3 separate regions of the Mus musculus genome follow, and regions 2 and 3 are each linked to region 1. A link is a contact called in public Hi-C data. All regions are on one chromosome and are shown on one strand. Each heading gives the region's core, a stretch centred on a gene start, on an enhancer-like site or on the middle of the called end of the contact. The rest is flanking DNA. Distances are from core to core; before and after follow the strand shown.

What was found. A called contact is a pair of places that touch in the nucleus more often than the background predicts.
Region 2: a Hi-C map of muscle stem cells shows a contact between it and region 1, with 4 times the contacts expected there. The contact joins the promoter of Pxk here to the promoter of Ptprg in region 1. A contact is called at or near these places in 2 of 39 promoter capture datasets (cranial neural crest and frontonasal cranial neural crest) and 1 of 484 Hi-C or Micro-C datasets (muscle stem cells).
Region 3: a Hi-C map of cortical neurons shows a contact between it and region 1, with 4 times the contacts expected there. The contact joins the enhancer-like site here to the promoter of Ptprg in region 1. A contact is called at or near these places in 2 of 39 promoter capture datasets (hippocampal neurons and second pharyngeal arch cranial neural crest) and 4 of 484 Hi-C or Micro-C datasets (the N1E-115 cell line, cerebral cortex and cortical neurons).

Annotation. Positions count from the first base shown.
Region 1 is chr14:11,551,852-11,555,215 of GRCm38.p6, forward strand. Ptprg (protein tyrosine phosphatase, receptor type, G) reads left to right here and starts at 1,702. Exons shown (of 30, transcript NM_008981.3): 1 at 1,702-2,481. The coding sequence starts at 2,397.
Region 2 is chr14:8,096,556-8,099,919 of GRCm38.p6, forward strand. Pxk (PX domain containing serine/threonine kinase) reads left to right here and starts at 1,656. Exons shown (of 18, transcript NM_145458.4): 1 at 1,656-1,861. The coding sequence starts at 1,760.
Region 3 is chr14:8,458,830-8,462,193 of GRCm38.p6, forward strand. All of the region lies in intron 14 of Cfap20dc (CFAP20 domain containing), which reads right to left. Among named protein-coding and RNA genes, the nearest start is that of Gm46492, 3.6 kb to the right of the region's middle. Within about 2 kb of position 1,577, at least 21 of the 459 cell types and tissues checked have an H3K27ac peak or open chromatin away from gene starts, as enhancers often do. A contact at or near this core is called in cortical neurons and hippocampal neurons, where this site is marked.

The DNA.
Region 1 (3,364 bases), core at 452-2,951:
GATTCAAGTCCTACCGACTGAGTGTTAAAATACGGAGTCACCTCGAAGGAGGCAGTCATTTGTGCTAGGGTCATTTTAACGTATCCCGCTCTGACTGGCACTGGGATATCCATCCCTCCAACCCATTTTTCAAGGGAACTGGTCATCATGAGCACTCAAGAGCGACCCTCGAGTGCAACAAAACCAGGAAGTGTCAAATTCCAAAGCAAACAGATTGGCCTCATTGCCTAGCACGGGAAGGGTGTTTGCGGGGTTTGGCTAAAGATAGATCTGGGGGCCCGTTCCAGGAACTTCCTGGCATTTACTAGTTTTGCACCCCAAACTTTTCAGAGGTTTTTCCTTTGGAATTGTGGGTGCGAGACTGCTTTCCTAAACAATGCCACAGACTCTCAGAGCATCTGTATAGTATTTGAAAACCGAAAGAACATCCGGTTGAGATGTTTGGGTGGGTGTGGGACAGTGCCGCGTTGCGATGAAACGGCAAGGGGACACTTTAAAAATATGTCCATATCCTTTTCATAGAGTGGCAGAACAACTATGAAAAAAATACAAATGGCTAATTACGTTGGCTCAATTACAAATTTGATGGAAAAAAAAAACCCAAACCAAAACCTGCCTCCCCTCTTTTAGCACCAACGTAGGAGGAAAAAATAGGTTGCTGAAAAGCCCAAGCGATAAAGATCTCTGTGAGAGCCAAGGGACAAAACTCATTACAGATAAACCTAGCCCTTGCATTTCCCCCGGATGCCTCTCCCTGTAGTTTACTTAAGCCGTGTCTCCTAGGACGGCTGCGGGAAACCAGTCCTGCCCCGGGGTGCTGCTTTCCCCTGCCCCGGGTGAGAGGCGCACTTCATTTGCCCTCTGCCTAACCAGGCCAAGTTGCAGCCACCTTCTTCCCGAATCCGGGGGTTGGGAAAACTCCGCGACAGACCTTCGTAGTTTGGGGAAAAGTCCACGACAGACCTTCGTGGTTTGGGAAAAGCCGATGTGGGCCTGGAGCTGGATTTTGCTAGCCTGGGATGGACTCCCGTCCCTTTCCCTATCTCCCAGAGGTAGATTCGAACAATGGAAGCTCGGAAAGGGGGAAGGGGAAACAACAACAACAAAAAAACCTCAATGAAACCTGAGTGCAAAGGCCGCTGGGCTTTGTCTCTTAGCCCGGGAACGCAGCAGGAGAGGGACGCTGGAGGTGCACCCCGTCAAGACACCGTCCAGGTGGTGAGGCCTTACGGAAGTCCCCTCTCCATGAAAATGTAGCTGCTGGTCCTTTCCTCTCCCCCAGATTCCAACCAGACCACCCTTTCCCCCTCCCCCAAGTTCCGGATCCATGAACGAGGTCAGGGATCTCTCCGAATCCGTACTTCGTCTTTAAGAACTCGAAAATGGAGCAAAGCCATGCCGACCCTGGATGGCAGCTGGTCTCTTCCCTGTCTTCAGGGTTACCAGCTCCCCTAAACGCACACCCATAGCCCTAGGCACGCCTGGAGAGGAGAGTAGTGCAAGTCCTTGGAAGCCGGAGCCCAGCACGGCCGCTTTAAGAGACGCGCGCCCCCGCCGGCGGCAGCTCGGGGATGCGCGTCACCGCGCGCCCGTGCTTGCGCGCCCCCGCCGCCGCGCGCCCCCAGCTCGCTCGCTCGCCCGCTCGCCGGCTTTAAAGTCTCTGCCAGGATCCATGCTCACATGTTACTTCCTGTATGGAGGCATGGCCAGTTTCCAGCCCCGCGCTCTCGGTTCCTCCCCAGCCTGCGCCGGAGCCACAACTTTCAGGAGCATGGACTGAAGGCGCCCTCGCCCCGGCGCCCCTCTGAGATCCTTTGTGTTTCCCTGCGCTCCACTGGCCGTTTGTGTTTTGGGGGGCTCTGCGCTCCGCCCCGCCGCTTCCCTCCCTTTCCAGGCTCGCAGACATGCCTCCTTCCTTGCCGGGGCCCTGGAAGGAGCTGCCCGCCTGAAGCCCGGAGCCGCCGCGCCGCGCACAGCCCCGCCGTCGCCCGCTGGTTCTCGGGCTGCGCTGCGCTGCCGACTCAACTTGGGGCTCTTCCGCTGCTAGCCACCGCCACCCGCGGTCCCTGCCTGCTCCGGGCCCCGGGCTCTGCCGCCGTGCGTCTTCTCCTCGCCCTGCCTGTCGGCTGGATCGTGTCTGAGCGGAAAGCAGCCCTTCTCCTCCGAGAGGATCGTCCCTAGCTTGGCTTTGCATTCCCGGTCACTTTTTGAGGTTTTCTCGGGAGCGCTTGGCAGCTTCCCGGATTCCAGCGGGACCGGTGGCCGAGTGTGGGGGGCCCCGTGTGGCGGGCGAGCCGTGAAAGCCTCCAGGCTTAGCGGAGCCTCGCTCGGAAGCAAGAACTTATTCAACAAGTTTACCCCCCCTGCCTTTCTCTTTTCGATGTGCGTTTTCGGACATGCGGAGGTTACTGGAACCGTGTTGGTGGATTTTGTTCCTGAAAATCACCAGTTCTGTGCTTCATTATGTGGTGTGCTTCCCGGGTGAGTGAGGGCCGCCGATGGGACGCGTCTCTGGCCGGCGCGCGGGGTATGCGGAGTTGTCGCCGGGGCGCGGAGCTTGGGCGCCAGTCTAGGGACCGCGGAGAGGGTGAAGGGGGGCCGGGCTACCGAGGAGGAAAGAGAGCTCTGCTTCATTGGCTCCGGCAGTGTTCTAGGAGGCTGATGGTCAGAGAGGGCAGAAGCAGTGGCGGGCTGGAAGGGAGGGTTGGGGACTCAGAGATGTGCTCTGACTGTGGCTTGGGAAGCTTGAAGCATCTGGAGTATGGGAGGGCGGGGGAAGGCGACTTGCTTTGCTGATCCGGAGCTGATCCGGAGGGCTATAGTTGCACGATAGGATGTCTGGGGAGATTGGCTGTGGGAAGGATGCTCTGTTGGTTTGAGTAATATGGGGTGCTCCCGTTGCTTCTGCGGGGATAGAAGGAGCTCATAATCGTGGCTCACTTTGCATCCCTCCGACCCTTTGTAGGGGGGAGGGCGGCGTTTGGGGATGGAAGGCGGAGGCTGGCTGCAGAGAAGTCAGGATGTGGGGAGCAGCCCGCGTTGTAGTCGCCGGGCCGCCTCCTTTCAGCCTTGCTCCCGGCTGAGGTGCGGGCTACGCCTCAGTGCAAGCGGGAGGCAGCTCCCTAGACGCGGGGGGCCTGGGAGCCTCGGGAGAGCAGGAAGCAGTGAGCAGGGAGTTTTTCGCTAGACCCCTGCTTCACTGGGCTCACGGTCCCTTTCTGTATCTTTCTTTTGGGTCCAAGTTCAGGGCGCGGGTCGACAGCTGGGTAGCTTCTGGCGTCCGGGCAGATTTTTTGGCTGTCTGGCGTGCCCTCCCTACTTTCATCTTTGCCCTTTTGCAGGCTGAATGTGCCTGCCAGATCCA
Region 2 (3,364 bases), core at 406-2,905, 3.5 Mb before region 1:
CCACTCAGCTTATTACATGGTAGGTTCTCAGTAAATCAGTAAATACTCACTGAGTGACTTAATGCCTTCCATAAGGGTTAGGCCACTTTATATTCCCACCAACGAAATATGAACATGGCCTTGCCTTGATGGATCCCCACCATGACCAGAGTAATAATGCAGACTTTGTGTTTCTGTTCCTCTGACAATTAAATACTCCCTGTCCTTAAACAAAGCAATGGAGGAAAGGAGTGGAACCGTCCTAAAGTGACACATGGTTTGGCTTTAGTGGATTACTGCTCTAAAGCACATAGGAATAAAAATGAGATGCAAGAAGAGGTCTCATTGATTTAGGGCTAAATTAAGAAGATCCCCAGGTCTCCTCTGAGCATTGGCCCCTGAAGGCACTCTGGTGTCACTTGGCTCCTTGGGGTTGCCCAGCAATCTCTAAGCCTGAACTCTGAAGAGAATAACCGTCAAGAGCAATCTAGACCTTTGCTATGATGTCATCGCAGTGGTGATGGATGCACAAAGAAGCTTGGTTTCTATGAATAAAATAATAGAAATTCAGTGGAAACAAGCAGAAATAAATCTCTGTTCTGTGAATTGTCAGGATGGAATGCATATTGTTTGAGATTTTAAATATGTGCAAAGTTCCTTCCTGTCCAATTGCATTCCTATTACACATTCTACATGGCATTTACTTAGTTTTGCCAATGGAAGAGTGAGGTCTCAGGGTGTGTGTGGTGTGTGTGTGTGTGTGAGAAAGAGAGAGAGAGACTTATTCAAGATCACACAGACCCTCAACAGGGTCCTAGTCATCTGATCTAAGTTTAATTTCATTATTATCCTGGAAGGCTGTGGTCTTGGGTTAAGGTGAGCAGGGTAGATTTGGTACTGACAAGTTGATCATCAAGTTTGATAGTTCTGAGTTTGAGGTTCTTGGAGCCTGTTCTAGGACCGACCAAATATTCTCACCGTCTAAGAGATCTGAGTGTTCTTTGGTTTCAAAGACTTTAAAGCTCAACTGTGAGCTAGGACCAAGCATACAAGCAGGGAAATCTTTGCATCAGTTATTTTATTTTATTTTTCCACCTCTGTCTTAAAGCTTATTGTTTAAAGATTAGGAACTAAACCCCGTGGGATCCAGTTATGAGAGTGTGGCACCTAGGTTCTCCTGAAGATCCAGGTTTAAAACATGAATCCAGATTTGGTTTACAAAGTTTGGTCTATAAACTCAGACTGAGAAGCCACCCTGAAGTTGTTTTTTGTTATATCCTGAGTCCTAAGGTCCTTGGGCAGGAAAGTGTGATTAGGAGCAGTAGGGTCTCAAATCTACCAGCCTGAGTTTCTGAACGGTTCATCTGAAAAGCTCAGTTCTGTTAGAGTCCAGAGAAGCAGTGCGAGATGTGGTGGTAATGGTTTAGTTTTGTGCTCCTCGCCCGAGGCCAGGAGCTCACAGTACTGAGTATACGCTGCGGGGGCGAGGAGGCGCCAAGAGAGCAAGGGACATAATGCCTCTGACTGCAACCATGGGACGACGATAGCAGTCACCTACCCTGCCGTGAAGAACGGCGCTAGGACCCAGCGAGGTCGGGCAGACTGGTGTTGACAGCCGGCAGGCAGAGACGACCGGCGCTAGGACCCGCGGGCGGCGGCGGCGCGCGGGGCGCGGGGCGGTGCGCGTTGACAGCAGCGGCGGCGGGACGCGGCGGGTGGCGGGGCTCGGCGCCTCCGGTTCCTGCCCCGGCTTCAGAGGCAGCGGCGGCGGCGGCCCGGGATGGCCTTCATGGAGAAGCCGCCGGCTGGCAAGGTGCTGCTGGACGACACGGTGCCGCTGACAGCGGCCGTCGAGGCGAGCCAGAGTCTGCAGTCGCACACGGTGCGCGGCTGGGGCGGGAGGCCGGGGCCGAGGGCGGGGGCCGGGCGAAGGCCGGACGGCGGCGCGGCGCGGCAGGGCGCGGGCACCGGAGCCGGGCAGGTGTGTGAGCCCGCTGCCTCCCTCCTGCCGGGCCGCGGCCGGGGCGGCGTGCCCGCGCATCCCAGACCCCCTGGAGTGGCTTAGGGGAGCCCTCGGTGCTCGTAGTACGCACAGGCGAGTTCATTTCTGCCACATGCAGTCTTTTATGGGGCTTTAAAGCCACGCTTGCTTTCATTTGCCGGTACTTCCCCCCCTTTTTCCTTTTGGAAAGGTGCTCTATGTCTTGTAATTTACAAGCAGTAAACCCTAGGAACCAGTAAAAACCGGGGAGCTTGTAGCCTCTAGGACTTGATCGAGGAAATGATGAATGGGGTGGGGGTGGGATTGGGATTCCTGAGATTGTAATGTTTTGTCAGGCCAGCAAATCAGATTCCAGCCCAGAGTCTTGTTTATCAAGCAGTGTTTGGGGGTTCATCATCTGGAGGCTAAAGCCCCACAAAAGCCTTCTGTGTCTCTGTCTCTTTGTCTCGCCGTCTCTTTTTCCATCTCGCTGTCTCTGTCTCTTGTTTCTGACGTTCCCTGTGTGTTTATCTCTGTTTCTGTGTGTGTATGTTCAAATTCTTCGCTAGTCAAAGAGATCTTTCATTCTGATGTATTAAAGCAGGACTTTTTAGAGCCCTGTTACCTCTCCGACAGCCTTGCTTTGTAGGTCAGGATTGTTGAAAGCATTTATTCTCACTTAGAGAAATGACTGTCTTTTTTTAAAAAATGCACTTTTTCTCCCAATGGTAGGTAACATCCTAAGTCCTATTGTAGAAACTTATGAAAGGCACCAAAAATCTATGAGTTTGTTGCGCTTGTAATTTGTTGCAAAGTGAGTATTTAAGGCCATGTTTATGGAAGGTAATAATAATTCTTTCAAATTATGTTTTTTGACTGGATTACTGGCAAGTAAGTCTTATAACCTCATAGGGTGTTTTAGGTCTATTTAATACTAAAGAGATGGATGCTCAGAGACCACTTCCTCTAGAAAGCCTTCCTTCCTGCGTAGCTATTACCCTAGGCAGTATGGACACCAGGATGGTTCTGTAATTTCCTCTCTTCCAAGCTTTGACAGGAGGGTCTCTGTCTGATAGCATCTCATATGTGTCGATTGAACAGATCAGTGAATGGATTGCAACCTCACTGTGCCCCGTTTCCTGTTTGTGTAGAGATGGTTGTGAAAGTCGGAACAACCTGGCTTCTGCTAACAGGTCAGTGTGGAGGTGAGAGATGTAATGGGTTCCATAGTCACTCCAGAACTCGTCATTAAAACAAGTGTAAGGAATTTTAGGGCAAAAAATTGGCAGTTTTTATAATGATGAGTGAACAGAAAAGACAGTGACTCACAGGAGACCCAGAGAGGCAGACGTGGAATGAATACAGAGTGTCGTCTTGCGTAACATTTGACTGTTCTGTGCTCTT
Region 3 (3,364 bases), core at 327-2,826, 3.1 Mb before region 1:
AAAAGTGGGTGGCCATGTAAAACCTCCTTCCTGCAACTCGAATCTGAGGAAAAGGAAGCACCAGGCTACTACACTTGACACTTCAGAGAACACAGGTTGACAAAGAATGTTTAGAGCAGGAGAGCAAAGAGACACTTCCCTGTAGAGGGCAGGCCATCCTAAGAGCTTCCAGGGACACAGACTTTCTTTCCAAATTTGGGTTCAGCTGAGTCCTATTAGACTTTAATTTGTCTTTCAAAAGCCCCCCCCCCCCACTCTCTCTCTGCTTCTTCTCTTTCCTCTTTCCATTTCTTTAGTTGCTGAAGGATGAAAGGAAACCGAAAAGTCACCCTGGCAAGTGACTCACATCTTTACCTTGCCACGGAGAGATATTCAGGGTGAAAGTTCTGGAGGAAGTCAGTTTATCTCCTCAAAGCAGAAAAGCCCAATCAAGCATTGTCTGATTAATTAGAGACACTTGGGGAAAAAAAAAGTGCTATCAAGGCCCACAGCTGTAATCAATTTAATCAACATGCAAAGAGCCAATCTATGCTTTTCTTGATTAACAAAGCTGAATGTTAAACAGAGAAGAGTGACATTGTAGTGCCATTAGCTAAATCTGCAAACTGAGAATTTTCCCTAAATATTCAAAGTCAAGTAAGGGCAAAGCGAAAACTCTCCCATCCTGTCTCAAGCTATGAGCTCCATAGGCCTGGGTATTCCCGTGCTTAAAAAAAAAAAAAAAAAAAAAAAAAAAAAAAAAAGAGGTACGGATGAGACGTGAACACAGACTGCCCAGTGAGGACACACAGTGTCATAAGGTAGAATCTACCAGTGTGCAAGTATGAGTGGTGGCTTACTTGAAATTCCAGAAAGAGCTCCCAAGTGGAGCAGCTCCATGTAGCATCTTTACAAGCTTTTACGGCAAGGGCATGCTGAATGCATTCTAACTCAGCCTTAAGAGCAGGAAACTGCAGCCTTTTCTAACCCAAGAAAATTAACCGTCCTAAAATTAGAATACAAATACAAATTCATATAAGCCTTCCTTCGAGATTTTAGCAGCACTTAGAGAGTAGGCGGGGTTTAATTCAGTGCTGTAACTCAGCCCTGTGGGCTTCTGTAAAGCACAGGTGTGGGCTCCCTCACTAAGCTGTTGGGTTCTCGGAAATGGCATTTGCATAGTGGTTTCCATTTCCTTTGGAATGTTGGGCTATACCTCTAGTTTCAGTACTCAAATACAACAAGGGTATGTTGAAAAAAGGCTCTATCAGGTGAATAATTTGTCTCCCCCCCCCCAACCCCACAGTGTTGACTGGCTGCACACAAAAATAAAGAGCTGAGAAAGCTGACAGGATATTCCGCTGACGAGATTAATTTTTCCCCGCAGTTGCAGAGTGCGTTAATTGTAACATTTCAGTTAATGAGAAATATTGTGATAGGATGCCGATGTGCGCGACAAATGGACTTTTAAACAGATATGAAGGGGAAATGCTATTTTCAAAAAACACTTGAGATGAAATGATCCTGTGGCACTGGGCTGGGCCATTCCTGCAAGCCCATTAGGCTTCTGAGGGAGGGTAATAACTATTTCCACTGGCCAGGCTGGTGGAGGCACTGCGGTTACTCAGTGTTAGCATAGCAGCTATTCAGCCTTCACGCGGTTCTCAACTCTGCAGAAAGCAACATGCAGAACTGTGAAACAGCGACAGACACTGCAGGACCAGAGAGAGCATCTGCATCAACCAGAACTGCACCGTGAACTTTGCATGGAAAGGTGCACATGTAATAAATGCACAATTCAGGGACGGACTGCAATGCAAGTCAGGCAAGAGTCCCCTCTTGCTCCTTTTAGACATCATGCTCTTTTCCTCGTGGCCACCAGATGGCGACGCTACACCTCAAAACGCAAGTTTGATCCCTGTAGGAATGGAAACATCCCGTATGTGCTATCCAGAGTCTTTTCTAAATACTGTATTTGACAAATTCATCCATACTTTTGGGTGTAATTAGTATTCTGTCTTGTGAATATCGCACAGTTTATTTATCTCTTCTAGCATACAAAGCCAGTTCTCTCCAGCTTGAGGCCCTTATGCTGCTTGGGTCTGCAGATCAACTACAGTGTACAATGAGAAGGCGAAGCTTATTGACAGTGCAGGTGGAGCTCTGTCAGCAATGGGTGACACACCGAATAACTGGGAATAAAGGCTCGCAGAGCAACAGAGCAGGGAGGATGAGCCCCAGGGGTTCCATGGGAAAGTTAGGAAGGACTTCTGACGTTAATGGGGGTACCTGTGTATATATAGCTAAATTAGCAGGAAATTCCTCTGGGCACTGGTGACTAATGGCAACTGTTTCAGGTGCTGCTTTAGATAAAGAAAAAGCCAAGATCTTGTTTTGTAGCTCAACTGCTTTCACTTAAACATAATCGTCATAGCAGTTCTAAGGGGTGGAATGGACATTCAACCTCTAGATGTGACTTGGATGCGCACCTCTCTGTGCCTTTTATTGGATATGTATGAAGAAGTGTTATCTCTGGATAAAAAGCCATGATATGTTTAGCTCGTATGAAACAGTTTTCCAAAGCAGTTAGATGAACGTATATCCCCGGGCAGTACATCGTAATTGTCGTCAGTGCCCTCCAGCAGTGCATTCACACCCCCTTGGTGGGACATTTACACCCCTTTCCTGCAGGAGTTCATACCTTCTTGGCATATCTACATCCACTGTGGCATTTACATGCTATATTCACACCTACCCAGCAGTGTACTCACACCCATTGGCAGTGCACACACAACGTCCCAAGCAGGGTATTTATATATCCCTCGTCAGTCTTGGCCATTTTATTTTTCTTTTGGGTTGTCTCTATTTTCTTTCCTACTGATTTGTGTTTTGTTTATATATTGCGGGCTGTAACCCTTGTACTGCAAATATTCTATTTTGTGGTGTGTCTTTTACCTGAAGTAGTGTCCTTTAATAAGTTCCCAATCTCTTCCTACCCTGAGGCTATGAATCTAGTCCTCAGTGCTGTCCTTGTAAAGCATATAGTGTGGAGGGCGGGGCAGCCATCAACCAATCAGCAAATCATGTAACAGTGTAGAACTGTTGCTCAGAGGTTCATGCTGCAGGATGCTTGGTAGGTAGCACAGTGGCGCAAGGGTGTGAAGAAGCAAAGTGGACACAGTGAGATGGAAGCCACTGTGGGAGGAAAAGACACACACAGGCAGAGGGGAAGGGCCAGCGTGGCTTGCACACAAACCCCTACAAGGAAAACTCTATGAAATAAGGTTGTACCAGCAGACAGGGGCCTGGCCACTCAGTCTTGCAGCCTGTATCCTGTGAGTGAAAGGTTTTAAAAAGGAGGAGTAGGTTCCAGCATGTGTTTACA